3 separate regions of the Mus musculus genome follow, and all the other regions are linked to region 3. Evidence: chromatin contacts called from public promoter capture Hi-C data. All regions are on one chromosome and are shown on one strand. Each heading gives the region's core, a stretch centred on a gene start, on an enhancer-like site or on the middle of the called end of the contact. The rest is flanking DNA. Distances are from core to core; before and after follow the strand shown.

Region 1 (4,278 bases), core at 365-2,864, about 12 Mb after region 3:
GCTGGACGCGGTGTTAGGCGTCATGGACGCGGAGCGCAGCGAGACAACAGCCACCAAGCCCGATGGGGATGCCCACCCTAGAGTGCAGCACCCCAAGACCCGCTGCTGCTCAAATGCTGACCTCCAGCTGGACGACGTCATCGGTCTGTAGTGTCATAATTCCCTCAACCCCTCCCTCCCAGCACTCCACTTTTGTACACATAAATGGCTGAGGTTTGTGCCATGGACTGTCTATTCACTTTACGCGGGAAAGGGTACAGAAGCAGTAGGGTGGTGCCACTTCTAGTTGGGGTGCCACCAACTAGAAGTCAAGTTGTCAGTGATGCTCCTTTAAGAGTTTGAATACGTATTCATGTAATGCCCCTCCCCAAAGGCGGAGTCTCTACCACAGTCCTATTCATCCCTCAAACCTTGACCGATCCTCACTACCACCTGGATAAAGTCCAACACCCGTGACAGCTGCTATCTGGCATAAAGAGTCACAGTCGCCTGGCCATCCACTTCCCTCCAGGTGCACTCTGACTGGGCGGCGCTTCCCTGCAAAGGGAAGCGGTTGGCGAGCCTTTGGAGCCACGAGGGTGTGGTTCCCGTGGGAAGGGCTTCAGGTCCCACCAACTGTGTGTCGCCCTGCGGGAGGCTGTTGCGTTACAAATCTGGGCACAAAGTTCAGCCTGAGACGTCCAGATATTTTAACATCTAGAGGTGCAGGACTGCCCGAACCTATATCGGGAGGGGGGTGAAGCAAAATTCTCAAAGGTTTTCAGAGGGGAGGAACAATTAGAATTAGTCTCTGGGTTTGTTTTGGGACGGGGCTATCTTAGGTCCCTAGAGGGATAAGACCAATTTAAATTAACCGAACCAGAGGTAGAGTAAGGGTTTTTATAGTTTCCAAAAGGGTGGGTCGTATATTTCAAACGTTAGGCTGGTGACAGGAGTAAAACCCGACCTCTACAAGGAGGCACAGGAGAAACCATTTCACCATGGTTGAGTCCAGGATAAGACCAATGAGGGGCGGAGCATGTGTAAAACAATCAGGTGGAGTGAGGCCAAGGTAAAGGGGTGAGGCTCCCAGGAAAGACATTTATAAATAACTTGACAGAGGCAGAACCAGGAGTCACTTTATTCGTTATGAGGTGTGGCATGTAAGATAATCAATTGCATGGGAGCTGGCTACAAACTTTAAAGACGGTTGGGGGCGGGGCCAAGACCGCTGAGTCCCACTCCTCTCCTCCCAACGAAGCTGCGGTGTTCAGGTAAATCAGTTGCTGCCCTGCCAGGCTCCCTAGAGGTCTCGAGAGGCTGAGCAGATGCAAAGTATCTGGAGGCGGCCGGAGGGGTTGTCTAAGCCCTACCCCCACCCAGGCTGCGGAGTATATGTAAATCGGATGCGGAGAAGCCTTTCTTGGGGCCCTGACAGCGGTGGGGCACTTGTCAAGTATTTGCTAAACTGTCTCGCTAAAGTCCCCAAAGGGAGAAGTTGTATGGAATAAGACGTGACTCCCTGGATGTCCAGAGAGAAGCTTGACGCACACATAAATTGGCTGGTTGGGCGGGGCCAGGCTCTTTAAGACTCCCTGAGGGGCTGGACATATGTAAATCATTTCAGGCGGGGCAAGAGGGGGTTCCCAGTGGCTTACAAACCCGGTACGCGTAAATAAACTGGACTTGAAATTAGAGCTCCAGAGCCCGTGTTACATTCTGACGCCCTGCCTGGTCCTTTGGCCTCCTTCCACCTGAGGCGGGAGGGGTTCCTGGCGTCACAGTTGGAGATCAACGCTGCAGACAGAGACCGCTTAGTGCGTGAAGGCCCATGGAGGCCTCGGCCGATTCCTCTGAGGCCCCCGCGGTCTGCCGCTTCTTCCTAGAGGGCCGCTGTCGCTTCGGTGCGCGCTGCCGTCAGCCACATCCCGGGGCCCCGGCGCCGTCCCCGGTGGTTACGCAACCGGAGGCTGGGTCCAAGAAGCCGGCTCTGCGTACTGCTGCTGACGTCATCCGACGCATCCGCTGGGACCCGCGCCTGGACCCTGCTGACTTTTCGGTGGGCTACACCGACCGCTTCCTGGGAGTGCAGGAAGAGCCATTCTGCGCCTTCTGCTGGGACGAGCCGCTGGCAGCGCTCGGACCTGGCGTGTTGGCAGTGCCGCAGCACCGCATACGCTACTTCCGCTTCCGCGGCCGCCTGGTATGGGACCGTGCCTCCCGTACTGACCTCATTTTTGGATCGGGCTCTGTGGCTGGTCGGGGACCCACTATCCTTGATGCGCTGGACGGCGGGGACGAGCATTGGACAGAGGTCACGGCAGAAATTCCCGACACAGAGAAAACAGGGGTGGGTTTAGAGGGTCTGGATACCCAGGATGCCCTTGCAGAGGCGGGTGGAAACCCGACCGGAACAGGTCTTGATTCGGGCCTGGAGACACACGAAGAGGGTGGGGCAATCAAAGAGACCAGAACTGGGCTTGATTCCAGCCTGGAGACACCTGAAGTGGATGGGCCAACCAAAGAGACCGGGCTGAATGGGACCACTGAGTTAGAAATGCCAGACCCAAGCATGAACTTCTCAGGAGTGAAGATCAGCTCAGTAGAGGAGCCCAGAGCTACATTGCTTCCACAGTGGCAGGCGCAGGGCATGGAAACGAAAGGGCTTTCTGCTGAAGAGATGGGAAATGTGTGGGATCCAGGTGTTTGGCCTGACGACAGAAGGGCCCCTCGCCAGCCCCGGCCCACACATTTTGTGGCACTGATGGTGACAGAGTCTGGGCTTAGGGCTGAGGTGGTCAAGGCCCAAGAGCATCTGGTCCGGATTGCCCCTTCTTGTGCTGAGTTCCTGGTACCAGCACAGGCCCTGCACTTGACAGTGGTCTTGCTAAGGCTGACAGGCCCTGGGGAGGAGGCTGCAGCAGCTAGAGCTCTTCGGAGAGCCATCTTGAAACCAGGGCTTCAGGCACCCTCCCAGCTACAGTTCAGGGACTTGGTTCTTCTGGGCCATCATGTGCTCTGTGCCACACCCTCCCCCACACTGACAGGTATGGCCCAAACACTGAATCAGAGGCTAGAGGCCGAAGGGCTTAGAGTGGTGCTGCTGCCAGAACTACAACCGCACCTCACCCTGGCTAAGGTACCACATGGAACCCAGGTCTGCCTCCCTAAGCCTGAGTACACCCTGAACCAGGAGCTAGGAAGGCAGCCCCTAAGTAAACTCTGGCTTTGCCGCATGGGTAGAGCAGGGCATAGCTATCTTCCCTTGGTAGAAATTTCCCTGAAATGACCGAGGTTTCATATTTCGGATAAAACAGGCCAAGCAGAAACAGGTTCTCGCTCTCTCTCTTTAATTTTGGTTTCAAGCTTCCAAAATGTACTGTACTCAATGCTCAAGGAGAATGAAGGAAGGGAGGGGAGAGGGAGGGAGGGAGGCAGGGAGGCATCTGGGAAAAAGCAGCCTGACAGTCCAGCTGTTTGCAACCTCATAGCACATCCTCCAGTTACATGGCAGAAGGGGGAGGGGTAAAAAGAAAAGGGGAGAAGGAAGAAAAGTAACTTAAATAAACACACACACAGAGAAAAGAGAAGGAAACATGACGTGAGTTGGTGATCCATGAAGGCAGAGGGGAGGAAAGAAGGGAGGGTAACCATTTTACCTGTGTTGAACCAGGGAGTGGGAAGGGAAGAGGCAGGAGGGAAAGAAAAAAAAAAAATCAGAAGAAACATTGGGGCAGAGGGAGGAAGGGACACGGAGACAACTTAATACAACTTGAGTAAGACGAGGCAGCCCGGCCGGCATGGTCCCGCGAAGGCCTTGGAGTCCTCAGTGCGGTGTGGCGCTGGTCTGGTTGTGTCGGTGGTGCTGGCTGGAGTTTCTGGGGTGAGGAGCTGAAGGTGGGGCATAGTCTTTAAGTGGCTTCCCTCACCCCAAACACTGAGGCCCCAACGGCTGGGCAGCAAGAGTCTATGAAGAGGCAGCCGAGGCAATGGGTGTGGCCGGCTGGTGCCCCACTGCAGCGGGTGCGGCCTGGACAGCCTGTCTTCTTTCTGCTGGCCCCAGCGTGGGATGGGCCGACGCAGAGTCAGGCGCTGGACTACGAGCTCGAGAGAGAGAGAGAAAACACTGAGACAGCGTTAGTGGAGGTGACAGGTGCACACAGAACCTGTAGCCCCGCCCCACCCTGCTCCACTATACACTCCCAATTATCCCCTCTGAGACAAAAAATAAAAATGTAGAAAAAAATCTCTGTACAGGTCCCCGGTGGGAAACGGGGGCAGGGATGCTGGCTCTTCCTG
Region 2 (3,979 bases), core at 271-2,770, about 11 Mb after region 3:
AGATGCCAAGTCCCCATCAGGTCCAACCAACATTGGGTGTTGAATTCTGCGGGTCCTGGGGGACTGTGTGCCCCCACCTGCATCCATCCGGGCAGAGGAAATGAATTTGTCCAGCTGACACCGCAAGAAGTCCCTCTCCTCCTCCAGGTCCTCAATGCGCTTCTGCAACCACGAGTTCCTCTCCAGTGCCATGTGCAGCTGGGCCTTAACACTGCTCATCAGGGCCAGGGTTGGGGAGGCGCCCTCTGGAGGCTCTAAGAACAGCAGGGACGGAGGTCATGCCCCAGGGTGAGGCAGTACCCCACCTGACTCCAGTCCCTCCAATGCCCTTTCTCAGCTCACCCTCAACATTTCTCCGAGACGGACTCAGACGGTATAAGATTTGTGAGTCTAAGTGGGGTGCCTCTTCAAAGGGAATGGAGATCTCAAAGGTCTCTTCGTCCTTCACTGCAGAGAGGTCAGCAGAGGTCACCCCAGAAGTGGCCTGAACCTTATAGACCACCCCCAACCATTGCTGTCCCATGGACAGAGGGAACCAGAATGTCAGACCAAGGATGGGAAAAGAAAGGGTCCCCAGGTGCCTCACTTGTCCGCCAACGGTTGTTTCTGTCATTCATATCGAGGAGGCTTCCTGCAGACCCAGCAACTGAGCCCTTGGGGGCACTGGACAGAAGCAGGTCACCAAAAGTCGGCAGTCCCTGGAGAGGTGGAATACCTGTCCCTCCGGAGTAAGGAAGGATCACCAGTCTGAGGGAGGAAAGGACCCATACTTCTGGACAGAGTCAGAGGCTTCCAAAGTATGTACCCAGAGCGAGGGGGCTCAGCGAGAGGAATCTTGGTTGTGAAGGGGCTCGGCCCTTAAATTCTTTGGTTCCTCGTGGGGTCAACACCACAGGGAGACCTGGCCTGAATGAGAAAGCCCTTCATCATGGCCCATCTCCGAACCCAATGCCATAAATGGAGAAACAACCACCCCTAACTTCCATTCTTGGGGTAGGGGGTCCATCCTGCAAGCGTTCCCCTGTCCCAGCCGCCCATTCCTCCCGCACTCGCGTGGGCGAGTAAAGCCCCTCCCCGAAGTGGGAGCTGGGCGCGTGCGCAGTGCGTGGGAGGTCACGCGTGGGGATGCGCCCCCACCCTTTGTCCCACAAGTGGGAGGGGGCGACCGTGGCGAAGGGTCCCAGAATGGGCAACCGGCATGGGGGTGTCGACCGTGGGCACCGTTCCCCGCCTTTGGGTGCTCAGGGTACAAGGGGCCGAGGCCCCGCTCTCACCCACCCGCGCACGGACTCCAGCCCCGGGACCGACGGCAGTGGCGGCGCCCATGCCCAGCGCAGGGGAGCGTCTGCAAAGTGTCGCGGAGAGAAGCGCCCACCCACCAGTAAGCGGGCGTAGCGGCAGAGGAGGGGGAGAACTGGATGGCGGAGCGCGGAGACGTGGGCACTAACCGAATCAGGCCTGCCGAGCCTGGGGCGCCTCTTCCTGGAGCCCAGGTGAGGCCCGCCGTTTGCGCGGAGGTCGGGACCGCACTTGCGCGATAGCCCCTTGCAACACCCCTCCAACCCCCACCCCACACACAACCCCCCCCCCCTCCTTTCCCAAAGCCTAGGCAGGGATCCTCATGAAATTCTCATCCTGCACAGCTGATGCGGTTCCGGGGGTCCTCCGGGTGAGTGGCTATGTGACCAGTGGGCCGAGAAAAGTCAGAAGGTATGAGGCAGTAAGGAAAATTGAAGTGAAATTTGAGTCTCCTTTAATGATCCCTAAGTAGCTGATTAATACATGCATACCTTTAGTCTTAGCCGCTCCAACCTACCATAACCTCCACCCACCCCCATCCACGAAAAGGATTAAAGGAATAAGAGGACCAGGATGTGAGAATGGGTTGTGTGGTGGTTACTTCTCCGCAAAGTGTGGGTCAGGAATAGCCCACACTGGAGCCACCTGTGGAACAGCTACACTCCAGTCCTTGCTCCTCATTCCTCCATGGCCTCAGTTTACTCACCTGTTCAGTGGGAAGTTACTCTTAAAAGCCTTTGAGAGGATGTAGTTGTGTGACATACCAAAGGCTCAGCCCAGAACCGGACCACTCTTGGAGCTTAAGATCCAAGCGCTGTTGATATTATTTGAAGTCAGTCGGTGTAGATGCACAGCCTTTAAGACACTCCCCCTCTCCCTTCCGCCCCAAAAGAAGTCGTGTAAAGAGGCTATCTGCATAGGGCACATACACACACACAATCAGAGGAAAGGAGCAGCGAAGACATGTTTATTAGACCTACACTGCCTCTCCGGTTCACAAGCAGCATCCTCTTTGGGGTTCTGAAGCCCTAAGAGGCATGACTTAAACCATCCTTGCAGAGGAAGACTGAATGTGTCAACCAAGACTAAGCAGTTCATTTTTACAAATAAACTGCATCCTGGGTCAGCAAGTCCAGGGGGAACCACCTGCCCTAGATCAGTATTTCAAACCACAGAGAATTGTATAAAGCCAGGTGAACTGTATAAAGCTGTGCTTATGCTCTAAGATGCTATTTTTTTAAGTATATTAATGTGGATTGTAGTTTGGGTGGGGAAGGGGTAGTGTTCAGAACCTTTTTCCCAAAGATGCTAGGAATGTTGCGCAGTGTGTAAGGTGCCTAGCATGCACAAAGCCCAGAGTTTCAGTATTCTGGAAGTGGAGGCAAGATCATAAATCCAATGTCACCCTGAACTACATTACAACCTTATCTAAATAAATAAATAAATAAATGGCAGGTTTGGGGAAACTGAAGTAGGCCTAACTCCCAGAGGAAAACGGCAGACTTTCCCATTACCCAGTCAAGGTCTTTGTTCCAGATAGCATAAACTAAAATGTCTCCCAAAATGTAAGTAAGGATTGAGAATGGGGTGTGGTGTGCATTGAGTGTTCAATATAAGGTCCCTACTTCCAGTGTCAAAATAGAGACCTCTGACTACCCACTAAAACTTCCCAGGCAAGAGTTTCCCCAAACAGCATGGTCCTCCCTTCCTCCTATCAGGAATCCGTAATAATAAATATCCCAACTGTTCAAGGGGCAGGGCTGTTCTCTATGAGGGCTCGTTTCCATATACCTCCAAAGCACTATGATGCCCTGACAGCTCAGAGACTCTTCGAGGCAAGGCTGGGTTTGTGTCTAGGGCTCTGAAAGCCAGGCTGGCACTCAGGCCATTGTCTGAGAACTTCAGGAGGAGACCCATGATCCCCGCGGTCCCCAGAGGCAGTGCAGGGATGCTTCCTCTGAATATGCTTCTGGAATGGCTCCTGCTCGGTAAAGCAGCACGGGCAGGGTAGGAAGGCACTGGAACAGCTATCCCCTGAGTGCACACAGCTGTTCTGAGCCAACTCGCCCCAATCCCGAAAGGAGCAAGGGCAGAGCAAACAGCTGTGGGCTGTCCACCACCTGTATAGCAGGTTTGACATTTGAAGGGCTTTACCTCCAAGTGGATGACGCTGGAGGCAAGACACGCACTCGAAGACCCTAACGCACACCGGACAGTTGTAGCTCTTTTTGTGAACCAAAGTCCCATCGGCCCTATCCTCCCTGACTCCTCATCCCACCAGCACTGTGTAGAGGACACCCTGGGTGTCTGTGAGAAGATACTGGTTGGGTCCTGAAAAGGACGAAGTCTGGGGAAACCCTATAGAAGAAGAAAGTCCAGGGTTTGTGGACCCACCTGTCCAACAGTGAGGGGTCTCCATGGCCTCAATAGAGAGAAGCACCCAGATCTGAGGGCAGGAAGGTAGCAGCATCAGCATCCGTAAATGTAAATGAGGCTGAATGGGTGGGAAGGAGGAACCTGCACTCTATTTAGGGTATGTGTTTTGCCCAAGGTCCACTGTGTTATCCGTATAAGACCCCTGGGGTCCCTCTATTGTCTTCTGCGTTCCACTACCCACTGTATTCACGCAGTCGCTTTCCTACTATACGCAATCAAGACCTCAGTCAGTCCCCTTCCCCCA
Region 3 (4,488 bases), core at 1,357-3,856:
TAGTCTCCAAAGCACCTTCCAACGCGCACTGACACGAATCGAATGCACCAGAGCAGATCCTGTAGCCCGAGACCACTGGGTCCTGGAGGAGGAGGGATTAGTGTGAGAGTGCACAGGACACTGATCCAGCCCACACCCGGTGCGCCCGAGACACTTTGGCCTGGAGAATCTCCCGCCCACGCACGCCCTGCTCCGCAGCCCTGGGCGCCCTCTGGTGGAAAGGTAGTGACTCAGGCCAGGCCATCACCTCAATATCCTGCCCAGGGATGAGCTGAGTTCTACTTTGACCCCGGGGAGACATGTTCCCTCCCCGTGCCTCCCCACCCCCTCCCCCTTTAGGAGTCCATTTTAATTCCAGCATGCCAATCTGAGCCTGGGGCGGGGGTGGGGAGCAGTGTGTGCTCAAGTCATTAATCCCAGAACAGAGGCAGAGGCAGGTGGTGGATCTGTGAACTGGAGGGCAGCCTGGTCTACAGAGTGAGTTCCAGGACAGCTAGGGCTACACCGAGAAACCCTGTATCGAAAGATAAAGGTGTGGTGTGGCTAGGGCTGTAGTTAACAGTACTTGCCCTGCTTACACGGGGCTCAGTTTCCCACCTTTTGCATGACCTGAAAACAAAACCCTTTGTAGATCTCTTTGGATGACTACCACTTTCCAGGGGCCTGGGGATGGGGGATGGGTGTGGAGGCAGTGATAGTTGGCTGGCACTTGGATGCTAGGCACCAATATTCTAGATTTGGACCTTTAAAACTGAGTTCATGCATGCACAGGTCTGTGGATCACAGATGTGATGGGGTCTGGAGATTGAAACAGGGTCCTCTGGAAGAGCAGCCAGTGCTTTTAACATCTCTTCAGGCCACATACTCAGCTTTTAATGATAAGTTTAACCGCTGAATAATCTCTCCAGGCCAATTACTCAGCCTTTTTTTTGTTAAGTTTTGGGAACTTAAATTCAGGTCTTTATTGTTTGCCCAGAAAGCTCTCTTACCCACTGAGCCATTCCCCAACCCTTGTTTTTCATTTTGAGACAGTCTCTCTACCCTAAACTCATTCTGCTGTCCAGGGTGGCCTATGAACTTGCCATCCTCCTGCCTCAGTGCCTCTTGAGTAGGTAGGTAAGGTTAAAAATGAACAGCACTACCCAGCTATTTTTTTTTCTTTTAGAGTGTGTGTGTGTGTGTGTGTGTGTGTGTTTTATACAGGCAATTCCATTGGCCTGCTTTCAGGGACCCAGCCAGTGCTTACATCATGACCTACGGCAGCCAGATGTACCAGTAGATGTAAGGACCCACCTGCCACCCCAGCTCTCTCTCTCTGATCTCCACCACCAATGTTCCCTCTCCTTCTCTGTCCCCTCTCTCTGCCCTCATGATTCTGCCCCCCATCTGTCTGCCTGTCTATCTGTCCACTTGTCTGCCTCTGTCCCTTCACCAAGTCCCACAGTACTCTTGCGTTCCCCCCAATAAACCTTTACACTAGGTCTGTTTTATGGTGTAACTTCTCAGGGGTACACCTTGGCCAGGCCCTCCAAAAATACTCCCTTGCCACATTATATTTCATAACGGCGTGTAAGCATATATGCCACCACAGCATACCTTGTGAAGGTCAAGAACAAACAGCTTGCAGGTATTGGCTTTTTCCAACATATGGGTTATGAGGATTAATCTGAGGCTTGGCAGCAACAGCCTTTCTCTACTGAGGTATCTTGGCAGCCCCACACCCAGCATCTTCTTTAATAAAAAGAGTTAAAGAAAATTTGACTGGACTCCGTCCCTTGGCAGTTACTATTTGGGAAGGAGGGGTGTCCTTCAATGGCATACACACTGGTCAGTTGCCTCTGATCTAGTAACTAACTCTTCACTCATTGCTGGTACAAAAAATCCTAGTAAATCCAGTACGTCACAAAACTACAAAGACACAAGGGAGGAGGGCATTTGGGGGAAAGAAGGGTAGTTCAGTAGGAGTGAGAAGGCAAAGGGAAGCAAAAATGGCAAGGCACGTATGAAACTGGTCTACAGAGTGAGTTCCAGGACAGCCAGGGTTATACAGAGAAACCCTCTCCCGAAAAACCAAACCAAGAAAGCAAGCAAGCAAGCAAGCAAACAAAAAACTTGTATAACTAACAAAATGGTTTGAGTAAAATTTTATGATACCGGGTAAGGTAAATTACTCAGAGTGAGAACCAAGAATCCACATAGCCTACTCCCTACCAACCCGAAATTGCAGGTCGAATCTCTGAATTCGAGGTCAGCCTGGTCTACAGAGTGAGTTAACAGACAGCTAGGCTACACAAAGAAACCCTGCCTTTTGTTGTTGTTGTTTTGTTTTTTCAAGACAGGGTTTCTCTGTGTAGCCCTGGCTGTCCTGGAACTCAGTCTGTAGACCAGGCTGGCCTCGAACTCAGAAATCCACCTGCCTCTGCCTCCCGAGTGCTGGGATTAAAGGCGTGCGTCACCACGCCCGGCTCGAACATTTTTAAAATAAGAAGAGACTGAACGTGATGATTTATCCTTTTGCCAAGACGTAAAACTCTCTATGTAAAAACTACGCTTTATCAAGATGGTCGCAAACAGGAAGTGCGTCATATTACGTCACTCGAGACGCGCACGTTCCAAACCGGATATCGGAGTTAGAGCGACTAAGCTCTTCCTTTAAGAAGATGGCTGCGGGTGGTAACAGGGACGGTGAGAAGCGCGGCTCGAGAAGCCAGGCGGACTCTGGCTTCCTGGGGCTGCGGCCGACCTCGGTGGATCCCGCTCTGAGGCGGCGGCGGCGGGGCCCCAGAAACAAGAAGCGCGGCTGGAGGAGGCTCGCCGAGGAGCCGCTGGGGTTAGAGGTCGACCAGTTCCTGGAAGACGTCCGGCTACAGGAGCGCACGACCGGGTACGTGGGGCGGGACTTCCGGTGGCGTGGCCGTGCGCTTTGCGACCTGGTGCTAGACGGACCGGGCATCCCGGCTCGGTGTGGGAGACCTATCAATAGTATCTTTAACAAATAAGCGTGCGAAAATCCCAACAAAGTTTAAGTTTTCCCCTAGTTTTTTTTAAAATTTGAAACAGGGCCTCACTATGTAGGACGACCTGGCACTCGGTATGTAGACAAGCCTGGCTCCGAACTCAAGTTTCCTCTGCCGCCGGAGTGCTGGCATTAAAACCTTTTGCTACAGAGTTTGAATTTCAAGTGAAAGAGAATAAAGTACGTTCACCCCATCGTGGTACATTTTAAATTCTGTGTGAAAGCTCCAGGTGTAGCCCATGGTTTGAGGAAGAGTTGGGATGGGCCCAAAAAGTTAGACCCCTAAGGGTCTGTTATCTTTCCAGCATTACTTTGGCAAATAGTCTGCATTTTTATCCTTCAGTGGCTTGTTGGCAGAGGCCCCAAACGAAAAGCTCTTCTTCGTGGACACAGGATTCAAGAGAAAAGGTGAGGAGTGCTCTTATGAAGTTGTGTGCTGGTGGTTCTCTGAGTCTTGCACCCGTGAGATCTGCATTGATGACATAATTTAAAGCAAAGCACACACACACACTCTCTCTCTCTTTCTCTCTCTCTCATTTTGGAAACAGTCTTGATCACAAGTTTGGAGGGGAGGGGGGATCGAGACAGGGTTTCTCTGTGTATCCCTGGCTGTCCTGGAACTCACTCTGTAGACCAGGCTGGCCTTGAACTCAGAAATCCACCTGTCCCTGCCTCCCCGAGTCAGTGCTGGGTGTGGTTCATCACCACAGTCTTACCATGTATACCATATTGGCCTCAAACTTAGATCTGCTTGCCTCTGCCTCCTGAGTGCTGGAAATAAAGGTATGCTTTACCACTGGAGACTAGAAGGGGCAGTCTTTAGTATAAAGAATTACTTTGAATGGCTTTGAAACAAGCTTGAGATGATTAAGAAAGGTGACCTGTTGTTCATTTTTGTTTGGTTTTATTGAGCTGTATCATTCAGCTTTTTTTTTTTTTGTCCCCCTTCCCCAAAGAATATGATAGCAAGCATGATAACCCACAACGTTAATTTCTCTGAGTTGCAGGCCAGCCTGGTCTACATAGTGAGCTCCAGGACAGCCAGGCCTACACAATGAGACCTTGTCTCAAAACAGAGAGAACAAGAGGATCTCTTTTAGCCAGGAGGAAGGAAACATGTCTTGGCAAGATGGCTTTACTCCAGCAGAACTTGGGCTGGGACCTGCTGGGACATGAAAATAAGGGCAAGTTAGGGATTGCTTTGCTGAGTGGGGTTTTCACCAAGGAGGCAGAAAAACACTTAAAATGGGAAGCCTGGTTCAGCAGGTACTGAAAACAAGCCAGTGCCTGGTCCAGCAGGACAGCCAGTGGCTTTGCAGAACAAGCTGGCAGCTTTGCCAGCAGCCAGGCACTTTAGTATGCACGATGTGAGTCAAGGGGTCCTGTTCATGAAAACCTTCTTGACAAGGTCGGGAGAACCCAGGGAAGCTGTGTGGGGACCCGGGGACGTTAACATCTAAGGTAATGGGTTC

The links. Promoter capture Hi-C pulls out the DNA fragments that hold promoters and counts their contacts.
Region 1: a contact with region 3 is called in a promoter capture Hi-C map of second pharyngeal arch cranial neural crest. The contact joins the promoter of Leng9 here to the promoter of Nop53 in region 3. A contact is called at or near these places in 4 of 39 promoter capture datasets (cranial neural crest, frontonasal cranial neural crest, hippocampal neurons and 1 more).
Region 2: a promoter capture Hi-C map of cranial neural crest shows a contact between it and region 3. The contact joins the promoter of Ccdc106 here to the promoter of Nop53 in region 3. A contact is called at or near these places in 3 of 39 promoter capture datasets (cranial neural crest, hippocampal neurons and maxillary cranial neural crest).

What each region holds. Positions count from the first base shown.
Region 1 is chr7:4,147,208-4,151,485 of GRCm38.p6, reverse strand. It overlaps Leng9 (leukocyte receptor cluster (LRC) member 9), which reads left to right and starts at 1,614. Exons shown (of 1, transcript NM_175529.3): 1 at 1,614-3,303. The coding sequence starts at 1,811. The coding sequence ends at 3,268. It overlaps Leng8 (leukocyte receptor cluster (LRC) member 8), which reads right to left. Exons shown (of 16, transcript NM_001374609.1): 16 at 3,313-4,278. Cdc42ep5 (CDC42 effector protein (Rho GTPase binding) 5) reads left to right here. Exons shown (of 3, transcript NM_021454.4): 3 at 1-226. The coding sequence ends at 151.
Region 2 is chr7:5,054,267-5,058,245 of GRCm38.p6, reverse strand. Ccdc106 (coiled-coil domain containing 106) reads right to left here and starts at 1,520. Exons shown (of 5, transcript NM_146178.2): 1 at 587-1,520; 2 at 343-447; 3 at 78-254. The coding sequence starts at 617. It overlaps Gm15510 (predicted gene 15510), which reads left to right and starts at 1,130. Exons shown (of 4, transcript NR_166619.1): 1 at 1,130-1,493.
Region 3 is chr7:15,944,226-15,948,713 of GRCm38.p6, reverse strand. It overlaps Nop53 (NOP53 ribosome biogenesis factor), which reads left to right and starts at 2,606. Exons shown (of 13, transcript NM_133831.3): 1 at 2,606-2,884; 2 at 3,360-3,424. The coding sequence starts at 2,661. Gm24576 (a long non-coding RNA gene) reads right to left here and starts at 2,621. Exons shown (of 2, transcript XR_391165.4): 1 at 2,414-2,621; 2 at 924-2,253. It also overlaps a transcript of Ehd2 not described here.